Linked DNA regions of Mus musculus: region 1 is linked to region 2. The links are chromatin contacts, called in public promoter capture Hi-C maps. All regions are on one chromosome and are shown on one strand. Each heading gives the region's core, a stretch centred on a gene start, on an enhancer-like site or on the middle of the called end of the contact. The rest is flanking DNA. Distances are from core to core; before and after follow the strand shown. Region 1 has its middle 23 kb from the start of AU016765. Region 2 holds the start of Fer (fer (fms/fps related) protein kinase).

Region 1 (5,677 bases), core at 3,037-5,536, 720 kb after region 2:
GTTCCGAAAAGTCTAAAATGCATCACTATTGTTTCCATATGTGAGCACACAGTGTATCTGTGTGTGTGCGTGTGCATGTGAGCACTCTAGCCCGGGTGCAGAGGTCATAGGACAGCTTTGGGGAGTTAGCTGTCTCCTTCCTTGACGTGAACTTCAGAGACAGTGGACACAGGGTCACCAGGGTTGCACAGAAGCACCTCTGCACGCTGAGCCATCTCACGGGCTCCTCATTTGTTTCTGTAGAATTTCTGCGTGTTGCAATTGTCCTCTGGGTATTTAGTGGATGCTGTTTGGCATTTTTAACCTTTCTGTCAGTGAGGGGTTTTTCTTTCTGTTTCGAGGTAACTATCGGTGCTGAAGCCAGCAATGAATACTAATGATTTTATCTTTACATTCCTTTTTCTTTCCTTGCCTAATGACCCCATTTTCATATTTCATAGTTCCTTTTCCTGTTTTACTGTCTCTTTATTTCTGTTTCTGAATTGGGTCTCACAATATACCATATAGAGCAACTTCATTTATTTAAAGTCTCATTCTTCAAAAAAAAATGCTATTATTTTATGTGCATGAGTGTCTTGTCTGCATCTATGTCTGTGGGAAAAAATGCATGTCTGATGCCCATGAAGCCAGAAGAGGGGCATCGAATTCCTTAGCACTAGAGTTACACATGGTTGAGAACAATTATTTGTATATGGAAATCAAACCCTGGTCCTTCAGAGGAGCAGCCAGTGCTCTTAACAACTGAGCCATCTTTCCAGCCCATGATCAATGCAAAAGCTACTGTTCTCATCTTGAAGGGAATAAAAGATAGTTTATTCTGGAGCCATTTTGATTGGCCATGGCCCAGAAAAACAGATCTAGGTTGCCCCAAACCCCACATGGAAACAGTTTCATGATGTTTTTATAGTTATATAGGACAAAAAATGTCTTAAGTAAAGGCAATTTAAAAACACAATGGTGGGTTCATAAAGAGGCAGATACAGCGAGGTGGAGAAAGCTTCTCTACCAGCCCAAGATACTCTCTGACTCCATTCTTAGTTTAGGGGTTGGTAAAAGCTAATGGTCTGCTAAGCTAATAGATTCTGAAGTTTCTATCTCTTGGTCACAGGATGTAAGTTCTCACAGAGTTGGGCAAGTAACAGTTGTAATGAGAGCTAGAACAAGCTCAAGATAACTCAAGTAACCTCTGGACCATCAACATTCCAACCTCCCACAGCACTGCAATCCTAATTGATCCATCAGTCTCTGCAGACACAGCTTCTTTACAGGGATTTTTTGTTTATATCACTAAAATCCTTCAGAGGTTAAGTCCATTGTCATGGTGGGAAGCATGGCAGTGTGTAGGCAGACATGGTGCTGGAGAGGGAGCTGAGAGTTCTACATCTGGATCCTCAGGCAGCAGGAGAGAGAGTGATAATGAGCCTGGCTTGAGTGTCTGAAACCTCAAAGACCAACCCCCAGGGACATACTTCCTTCCACCATAAAACCCCAGTGACTTCCTTCCACCCCCAGTGACTTCCTTCCACCCCCAGTGACTTCCTTCCACCCCCAGTGACTTCCTCCCACCCCCAGTGACTTCCTTCCACCATAAACCAAATCCAGCTTTGCCTTTTCAGTATTGGCTGATCAACTGTGCACTTCCTCTGTCCAGTAAAACTGAAGTAGAATGAGAACCCAAATCAACTGTAAGGATAACGATAAAAACAAAAGCCAACACTGCATGTCCTTCCATGGATCAACTACCCCTTCCCCACTCCTTGGCATACAATGCAACATTTATCAACTCGCCTTTGTGACTCCATTTTATCCTCTGGACATCCTATCATCCCTGTTTGAGAGGTGAGGAGAGCCAGACCCTGAAAGGTTTAAAACCTTATTTAGGACTTTACAAGATCATGGACTGACATGTCTGCAAGCTCCGTGCCTGAAACTCTAACATATCCTGTAATGGAGCTGGCAGATGCATCTACTGCCCCAGCAGGGATTAACAGACTGATTGACTATTATTCTTTGTTTAAGGAGGTGGCTGCAGCCTGCTTTGTTTACTCAAGACTCAGGCAAATCAGAATATAACCGAAGAACAAATAAGGTAGCCCAACAGGGGAACTATTTGTATAAAAGACCAAGGTACACAGAGCGAGGAAATAGAAAAATAAAAAAACAAGCAACACAGCCACCATCTCGTTCTCAAAGAATGAAAGATCAATGACTTCACATTTCATTTCAACCTAATCGCTCAGCATCAGGATCAAAGGAGGGTTTGGCCAGAGTCTCTTTGTTCCCTGTGCCAACAGTGTGTTAAGCAAGAAATGAAGAACGGGCTCCTTCTCATCATCTCTGCAAGACTTTGGGCATCTTGCTTTCCAATACAAAAGACTAGGAGTGTAGGATGTGAGGATGTACTGTGAAGGTCACAGGAAGAGTTTTGGTCCTTGAAGGTGAAAGAAAGCAAGTAAACAAAATAAAACTGTTTAAGTCACAGGGAGCTCAAAGGGACTCCCTTCATCCTGGGGCCGGGGCTATCTCCTTACTCACAACTACTGCTCTTTCCTTGCTACCCAAAAGCAACACATCTATGGGACACTTTTGTTATTAAGTATCCTGTTCTAACAGGTCCATGAACTCTTTAAGGGCAAGGACAGTATTATTTTCTGAACATCTGGTAGGGTTTTAGCAGGAAGCTTGAAGAGAGCAAGCAGTTGGTAATTCCTCCTTAATCTGATTTGACATTTGTTTGTTCTTTGTTGTTAGTAATGCCAAACCGAGAGGTTTTGAGATAGTGCAAAGGAAAACAAGATAAAACAAACAGTAACCAGTATGCCCTTCCCCCTGGCTAAGATAGGATTGAAACATTTTCTGCCTCTACCAACCATTTCCCTGGGGAGTCAAGCCAAGCCTCCAACACATTAACAATGTTAATGTTCTCCTGTAGGCGGACAGGCAACTCTTGGGCTTGCTTCTAATCTTCCTTCTCTTCTTTAGATAGAATGACTTAACTCCACTAATTTTCAGAGGCGGGGGTGGGAGGAGTGGGGAGAGGAGGTGGGGTGGAGGGAGCTGAGACTGTCTTCGGGAATCTCCACTTGTCACACATATCCTATATGGAAATGGAAAGAGGCAGAGATGCACAGATAAACGCAGAGTTTAACCCCACAGCCCCAGAGCAGAACTATTAAGAGCTTCAACCAGAATGGGAACTTGATATTTTGGGCTATTTAAGAACATTTATTATTTATTTGTTTGTTTTTTATTTATTTATTTAGCTGAAGCCAGGCAAGTTTTACTTTCAGAAATAGCTGCAGTCTCTATATCTAAGTGGGTATGGACAAAAAGGAAGACACCAAAAGCCTGTGGGAGGTTCTAGTTTTTAGCTCAGCTGTTTATATTCGATCATGCACTTGCTTGACTGTGAGACTCTGTGACTCTCACAAATCTTCCTAACTGGCCTGGCAAATCACTAGGAATTTCCTAGGAATGCTGGGGTATTTGTCATCCCCCCCCCCACTCTTGCAGAAATTAAATGGTGGGATATTTTGTGCCTTTTGATGAACATGTTTCTACACTGTTGTAGAAATCAATATTTTTAGCTTGGCTCCTTTTCAGGAACCTCATTTTCTGAGCCCCATTTTTTACCTGTAAATGAACAAGTTAGACAAGTTGACTTTAGGAATCTTTTCCTCTAGGTCACTAATGTTCTGTGTTATGGCTTATTCGAGATAGGGTATAAAAGAGAGATGTCCAGCTGAAATCAAGGACACACGACGTGAGGTCCCAGCCCTGCCATTTCCCAGTACATTAATCCTCTCTCCACCTTAGTTTCTTTTGCCTGTAAGATCCATTTCAGTTCTAAATTGTATAGTTTTATGGCATTGCTTATTGAGTCTGAAAATATCACAAACATAAGATCTTAGGAATTACCTTTAAGACTTTTGTACCACACAGATTGTATGACAAAAATAACCGAATTGGATCATCAACCAATAGCATTTATTGTACAAGCAAATGGTTTATCTGCCCAAATGTATAGAGGTGACAAGATGTATATTTTGCAGACACCATCATTAATGATGGTCTCACTTGTCCTATAGTAATTGAATTTTAAATCACAATTAATATTTAACACTAATTACTGCCACGATCTCTTGTTTTCATGAGGTTCAACACTGTCAAGTTGATAAATTTTGTATTTTTAACACTCTAGTTTGCCTGCTTCCTAGGATGGTGCGGCTGGCCAACAGCCAAGTGAGCACAGATTGGCGCTTCATAGCCTTAGAAAACCACATGCCTGTCAAGTGCTTATGTAACCCACTTCCTGCCGCGGTTTCCACTTTCGGGTTTAACTAATTCTTTTCCTTCCTCTTCCAGGAAATGAGGTGTCATTTAAAAAAAAAAAACAAAACCGAAACGTTTTCCTTGATTATGGTGGGACCAGTGTGTGAGTCTGAGTGTGTGAGCACAGTGGGACAAGATGTTTTGGGCTACAGCCACCATCTATGAGACTCGGGGGAGCTCTGCTTTGAGGTAGGACAGCAGGCCTATCTACTTCCCTTCTGTCTCACTGGCTTTGCTAAGAGAGAGACAAGATAGGATGGCTTTAATGTATCAAACAAGGAGAACAAACAGTGGACTATTGGTAACATTTCTTGAGCCTCTCCTATGTTGCCAGGAGCTGTTTAACTCATCTTTGGCTCATCCGGATACTTGAGCTACCAACAGGCTTGGGAGCTCTGCAGTGCCCTTGGGACTCTGTTTTGCACTCACCCCCATTCCCTCCCTCCCAGTCATTTTTTTTCCTTTCCATTCTTGATGGTGTTTGTCCACTGAAACGCCTCATCTGATGGGAAGAAGACCACCAGAATACTCGTGGTCCCACTCTCCTAACTCAGTTAATCCCAAGGGTGAAAGACTCCCTCTCGTATCTGGGCTCAGATTGGTCTTCTTGTCACATGTTCATGGCTGGCCTGCACCCTATGCTTAGGGGTCAGGCACAGGGGTAGGCCCGTCCCTATGTGGAGTAGGGGTGTGTGTGTGTGTGTGTGTGGTGTTGTGTTTTATAAAAAGATAAGCAGAGAAGGAATATGTTTGGTGGAGGTGCTATAAGGTGTGGGGGAAGGGGGTGCCTCTGCTGGCCCATGCTGAGGCATCCCTTCCAGATTTGAGTTTATTCAGGGTATGGGGAGGGGATCTGAGAGAAGGGGGGGAGGAGAGAGAGAGAGAGAGACTGGCCATGAACACATGGAGAGAGGTGGGGGGAGGAGGATGAGGAGGGGGGAACAGGAGTAAGAGGACAGCAAGAAAGAGAGGAGGGGCAAGCAGCCCCCTTTATAGTGAGTCAGGCACACCTGGATGTTGCCAGGTAACTGTGGGGCAGAGCCTCGACTAAATGCCAACTGGAGGAGTTTTCTTTTTGAAGAGGTCAGGGGGAAAAGTAGTGGTGAAGTTTCCTAGACAAAGATTACCCCAGATGTCACAGTGAGCTACTTAAGGGCAACGTTGGTTTGAGCTGCCAGTTTGAAGGTTTTTGTTGACTGAACAGAACAGTCATCCCAAATGAGATGGCTAAGAGTTGTTAGTTGTTAGTTGTTATGCGGGCACACCTGTTAGCAGGCATTTCTCAGGCTGCCTTGAACTGCCTCTCTCCCTCAGCTGAAGGCTCCTGCCATGCTGGTGCTGAGGC
Region 2 (5,595 bases), core at 2,425-4,924:
AGTGACATGAACCTATGTTTATTTGCTGCAGCAAGAAACTAGAGATAGAGCCTCAGCTCACTGCACCTTGTTGAGCAGATTGACAGGTCTCTTAAGCACAGACTTTCTTTAAAACTTGTCACAGACCTTCCCTGGTCAGAATCTCTGGGAGAGAGTCTGGTAGTGTGCATTTGTTATGAGGCCCTGAGATGATCACATGGGAAAGTCAGCACTTTCCAGCACATGTTCTAGCCTTGTCTTTGGAGGCACAAAGGACCATAAGGGAATGGAAGGAAGGGCAGGTAAATCCTGAGGAAGAATGGCTTAATTAAGGAGCGGACCTTGAGTGGTCTGTGGGCATTTTAAGAGGACAAGTCTTGATGAGGGATGTTGGTGGTAGTTATTTCTCTGTGGAGAACAGAAAGCCAGAAGAACCAAGAGACACAATGTCTGGGAGGGACAGTTAGGAAGTGTTCTTAATGGATTTGACATTGACTTTGAAGACTACAGAGAACTTTCTTCCTCTCTTTCTTCCCTCTGCTCTCCTGATTTTTCATATACAGATTTGTTAACGCAGAGGAAGGCACATATAGGCATTTTGAATTTGGAAAGTCCAGACAACACACATCTTGAACTTCACCCAAACGTGACCTGTATTGAAAGTATTCATTTAAGCGAACAGGCTTCAGAATCGATGAAGTTTATATCCTGTGAAAATAGACTGTGTAGCATGCACCGAATACAGATAGACACCATTTCTGTTCTGTCTCCCTCACCGCCACATCTGCTTCAGGAGTGGTGTGTGCACACGGTTAGGTGTAGAACCCGAGCAAGAGAACAGTTACAGATGAAAGGAGCTGGCTGAAAAGAGAGGAGAGGCAGAGATTACAGATCTGGGACTTGCTGAACTAAGCTGGCACACAGCCAAGATTCCTCAAGCCTATGTGAAATTTTTACAGGAAAACAAGAGAGGGAGAAAGATAGGGTGAGGAATGATGCTAACCAAAAGAAAGGGAAGAATTAAAAAAATATATTTAAACCAATTAGCTAGTTTTAATGTTCACATTATGCTAATGTTTTAGGAAAGTTACTTAATTAAAATATAAACTTCGTATTTGATCTGTATGGATTATACACTGAAGAGTTGTTCGCTTACAGATAGGTAATTCTGTGGCATTTCACAAATCACAGCAGTTTCGGGTACAGATCTAAAATTTAACTTTAATGGAAGAAAACAGATCTATTAAATCATTTGTTAGTAATTGGATCACCTAGACAGGAAATTATTTTCCTCATTCTCCTGTATTGTCTCACACAAGATACAAAGAAACTTGCTCAGAATTTTTGGAAGTGGAAAAAAATGTTTGTTAAATGTGTTTCATTGCAAAGTGATACTTATAGGGGGAAACAATACAGATAGGTGTTATTTACCCCCAGTTGCATTGCATAGCATGATGCCTGACATATGGTGGGTAGCTTTTGCTTCTTGACTGAATATGGGGGAATTTCATTATAGAACTGAAAAGTTCTTAGTGCTTCAGGGTAGGTAGATTCTATTCTCATATGTAAACACACACACACACACACACACACACACACACACACACACACTGTACCATAGAAGTCTATTTTTATTGTACCCTTAAAGCTATATTCTGCAAATTTGTAATTTACTAACTCATCAGACATTATCTTATTTTTTTTTTTTCTTTTATAAAGAAAGGAAGCCTAAGGTTCTTGATAAAGGTATGCTTGGTAAAGCAATGCCAAAGTCATGGTTTTCCCAACCATTTAATACAAGCACAAAGTTTTATTTTATTTATTTCACCCATATTGATACATATAACATTTACTGCTTATTGAAAACTAACTTGCATTTGATAGGCTATTTATGCATTTAATTACAGAACTATAAAATACAAACAAAATTATCATTTTTGATTCTATTAAAAACGAAGTTTAGAGTTCCTAGATAAGGCAGTGTTAGAGAAGTCAGACACTTTTATTGTTAAATAGGCATTAAAACAGAATGTGCATATATGTCTCAGGCATTACCTAAGAAACTGCAAAGACATGAATTTCACCCTTCTTTATAGATGAGTAGATACAACCCATTATTTAGATTTTCATATTGAACAATAACTAGTCCTCAGGTAAGACTACTTGGCTCTGTTTGTCACATCTATGGTGGACTTGTTGGGGTGGCCAACAGAGTTAGCTAAGAGAAAAGGCAATCCTTATGCCTGAGGTAGTTTCAAAATTTGGAGTTCTAGAATTTCTCAGAAACTGGGTGATAAGGTGAACTTCTGCTATCTGTGAACTTAGAAAAACACCGACTCCCAGGTTTGTTAGTGGCTTCCCATAGCCTGGCTGAGGTTCATCTAAGGTTTCAAGTGCTCTAACAACGATTCACAACTCTTGTGCATTCCACGTTCTTGAAAAAGATATTCCTGGACCATAAATCTGACAAGAGAACTTTATAATTGTTTTCTGAGAAAAAGGGGGAGAGACTCTCATCCATTTTCAACTGTAAGATATCTGTGTCCTTAAAGTATGTTTTGGTTTCTTGGTCTTTGAAACTGACTTAAGTGAATAACCATTTAGAATTTTAAAAAGTATTAATTCTTCTTTGGCTCTAATCTAACTCAAAGGTTTAAGGGTGGGAGGGGAAATGGAGCTGTCAGACTTGTTGCAGGCGACGAATGTGAATGTGGCTGAGCTCACGTACAAGAGGACACTGCCTTAAAAAGCGTGCTACAGCAATCCCGAGAGTGACGCTCCATGAACACCTATCACAGAGCTCCAGATCACCTACTAAGATCTGTTCAGGTCCACCTTACTCCTGTTTTGTACCAAATTGGCAAAGGAGCGCTTCGGAAAACAGCCCTCACTGGAAGAACACATCAGTTTAGGCCCTCGCTTTCTAGACTTTCCTAGAGGTAAGTACTTTCGAGGGGACCGCTCCCAGGACTCGCGGCTCTCTTTGCAGAGCATCCTCATGTTTCCAGAGAATGTCAGCTCGTTAGCGTCTGACACTGCAGGCACAGGAGCGGGAAAGGCAGTTCTGAGCACACCGCAGAAACGCAAAGCCGATTTAAAGGAATCCACGTTACAGCACACGCAAGCAGAGCGCGGGAAGGTAGAGTTCGCTGCACAGCCAGCTCGGGGTGGGAAGGAGAGCCGGCCCTCGCCGGTCCCCCGCGGGCGCTCCACGTTTCGTCACACCTCCTTTCCGGCAGGGCCGCGGGGCTGACCCTTCCGGGCGGCCTCAGCTTATCACCCGGACAGGCTACTTCCCGGCTTTGGCCCCGCGAGTCTCCGGAGTTTCCTGTCAGGCTCCCTCGGTCTCCGCGCCCATCCCACCGCTCAGGCCGACGGCTGGGCTCGGAGAAGCGGGATCTTCTACGCGAGAGACCGCAAGAACAAGCTTCGACGGGAAACAGCACGCAGGGCGGTGGCCACGGCCCACGCCTCCTCACGCCCGCAACTCCAGCCTCCGCCCACTCGCTGAGCTCCGCCCCTCGCGGGTCCGAGCCAATGGGCCGCGCCCGCCTCCTGGGAGGTTGTAGAAGAGGGGGTTGGGGCCGGTGGCAGCGCCCGCCCCTTGCTCCTTCTCATTGGCTAAACTCTCGGGGTGCCCGGAGACCGGAGTGTAGCGGGATTGGCTGTCGAGCCTCGCAACGGTGGCGCCTATTGGCTGGAGCAGTCCCCGTGACGCCGGGTGGCGACTGGCTCCCGGGTCTGAGGGGCTTCTGCTTGTCAGGTTCTAGGTAGGTGCGTTTCACGCCGCCGTCCGTAGGCACCGTTGCCCGGGGCAACGCCCCGGGAGGTGGGAAGGAGGCCGGAAGGCGAGCGCAGCGCGGGGGTAACCGTTCCCGCCTGCAGGGGGGCGCCGGGCTTTTGGCCCAGCGGACGCGGGCTGTGCGGAGGCGCTTCCTCTGCCCTCAGCCAGCTCGGTCCCCTGCCGGGGCTGCGGGGTCACACTCGCCTCATCCTACCCGCGCGACGGAACGTTCCGGGTTGGGCTTGGGTCCGGGCTGCTCACCCGGCCCGCCAGGCCCGCCCCTCCTACCCGCCCGGGACCCGGAGGCTGAGGGGGCGGTGCCGGCCGTGGCGGGCGCTTGGCCCCGCCCCGTCGCGGGTCGCGGGTGTGCGGGGCGTGGGGCGGGGTTGGGAGCTGCTGCGGTGGGGAGCCCGCACCCTTTCCCTTCTTGCGCTCCTCCGACGCTCGCCCACGGTGCCCACACCCCTTCTGGTCTCCTCACCCGTCGCCGCCCTCTCCTGTGGCACCCAGCCCCGAGAGTTCCCGCAGCCCCTTTCATCAGGACCCTCTGACCCTGTGTCGCCTCGCTTCAGCTTCACGTCCCACTGCCCCTTTGGTTCAGGGCAGCCTTTCAGAAGTCCGGCCCAGGGAGACTTCTGGAGGCATCTGGACTTGTCAGGGGTGATTTTTTCCCTAAGGGCTTTTTAGGGGTCTGAGGTATTTGGAGGCACCTTTGTGTCTTCCTTGGACTCCTCTTAAGATCAGCCCTCCGAAAGGAGTTCATGAGATTAGTTTTGGTAAGAGCTAGGGCTCCTTTGAACAATTAAGTTTCCATGAGGTGGTCGCTTGGAACTCTGTGCATTTGTGATTTTTGTTGGGCATGCCATTGCAATTTCAGTTTGTTCGGGCAGCCTTTCATTTTCAATATCTTATGACGTAAGAGCAATGAGGCTTTTGATACTTTTACTTCGGAAGAAGCTGTATATATTCACAATGGTCTCACGGTCACCCTAACATATGCTACTCCAACATGTACAGGAGTTTTCAGGCATTTTTCAGAAAGAACCTTCTCAACCTGAAGTCACCGTATATAAACGTCTGATGTCAGAGAATCTAAAGATAAGGCCCACAGTATTTTAGTGGTTAACATCTAAAAAATACTTTGCAGTCCATCTGTGAAATAAGAACAGGTTTAAAGGAAAAGTATTGCAAAATACATGGTGTGGTTTAGGGACTATTTATATACACACCTGTGTAGGCTTTATAATGGTGTGTGGAAGAGCCAAAGGATGTAAAAAGGTTGAGTGTCCCTTTTACAGCCAAGAAAAGATTTTCTGATAGCCCTAGAGTTGAGGGCTTTCAAAGGTCCTGGGGATGTTTTCAGAGTACATAGGCATTCTGGGAATCACTTTCGGTTCTCTTCCATAAAAGACCTTTGGCAAAGATCTGTTTCTTTTCTGCATTGACAGTATTAATACACACTAGCGAAGATGATGTACTATCCAGCTTCTACTCTACTTCAGAGGTTGAAGTCATTTGTGTGGGAGAAATAATCTAGGGTTTTGTAGACAGAATTCTTGAATTTCATTCTTAGTTGCCATGTGGCTCTAACTTTTCTGTGAACACTTTTTCTGCTAGCATCAAGTAAAATTTCAGTTTACACAGAGCAAGCTGTACGTGTTACTTTTATGGCAGTAGTACCTTTGACATTGCTGTCCCATAGTAAATACTAACAGAGGAGCTGGAATGATAGTAAAAATACCGTAAGGTCCTTGTTTGTTTTGAAGTAGAAATAGTGAAACTAATTAGTAACGGGAAAAACCAATAGAAACATAGTTACAGGAAGCACTACT

What was found. Promoter capture Hi-C pulls out the DNA fragments that hold promoters and counts their contacts.
Region 1: a contact with region 2 is called in a promoter capture Hi-C map of hippocampal neurons, with 6 times the contacts expected there. The contact joins the enhancer-like site here to the promoter of Fer in region 2. A contact is called at or near these places in 3 of 39 promoter capture datasets (the 3T3-L1 cell line, the C10 cell line and hippocampal neurons), 1 of 115 datasets of contacts at active chromatin or transcription factors (bone marrow-derived macrophages) and 1 of 9 other capture datasets (adipose tissue).

Annotation. Positions count from the first base shown.
Region 1 is chr17:64,575,630-64,581,306 of GRCm38.p6, forward strand. No RefSeq gene overlaps it. Among named protein-coding and RNA genes, the nearest start is that of AU016765, 23 kb to the left of the region's middle. Within about 2 kb of position 4,287, at least 48 of the 459 cell types and tissues checked have an H3K27ac peak or open chromatin away from gene starts, as enhancers often do. A contact at or near this core is called in hippocampal neurons, where this site is marked.
Region 2 is chr17:63,860,307-63,865,901 of GRCm38.p6, forward strand. Fer (fer (fms/fps related) protein kinase) reads left to right here and starts at 3,675. Exons shown (of 19, transcript NM_001037997.3): 1 at 3,675-3,749.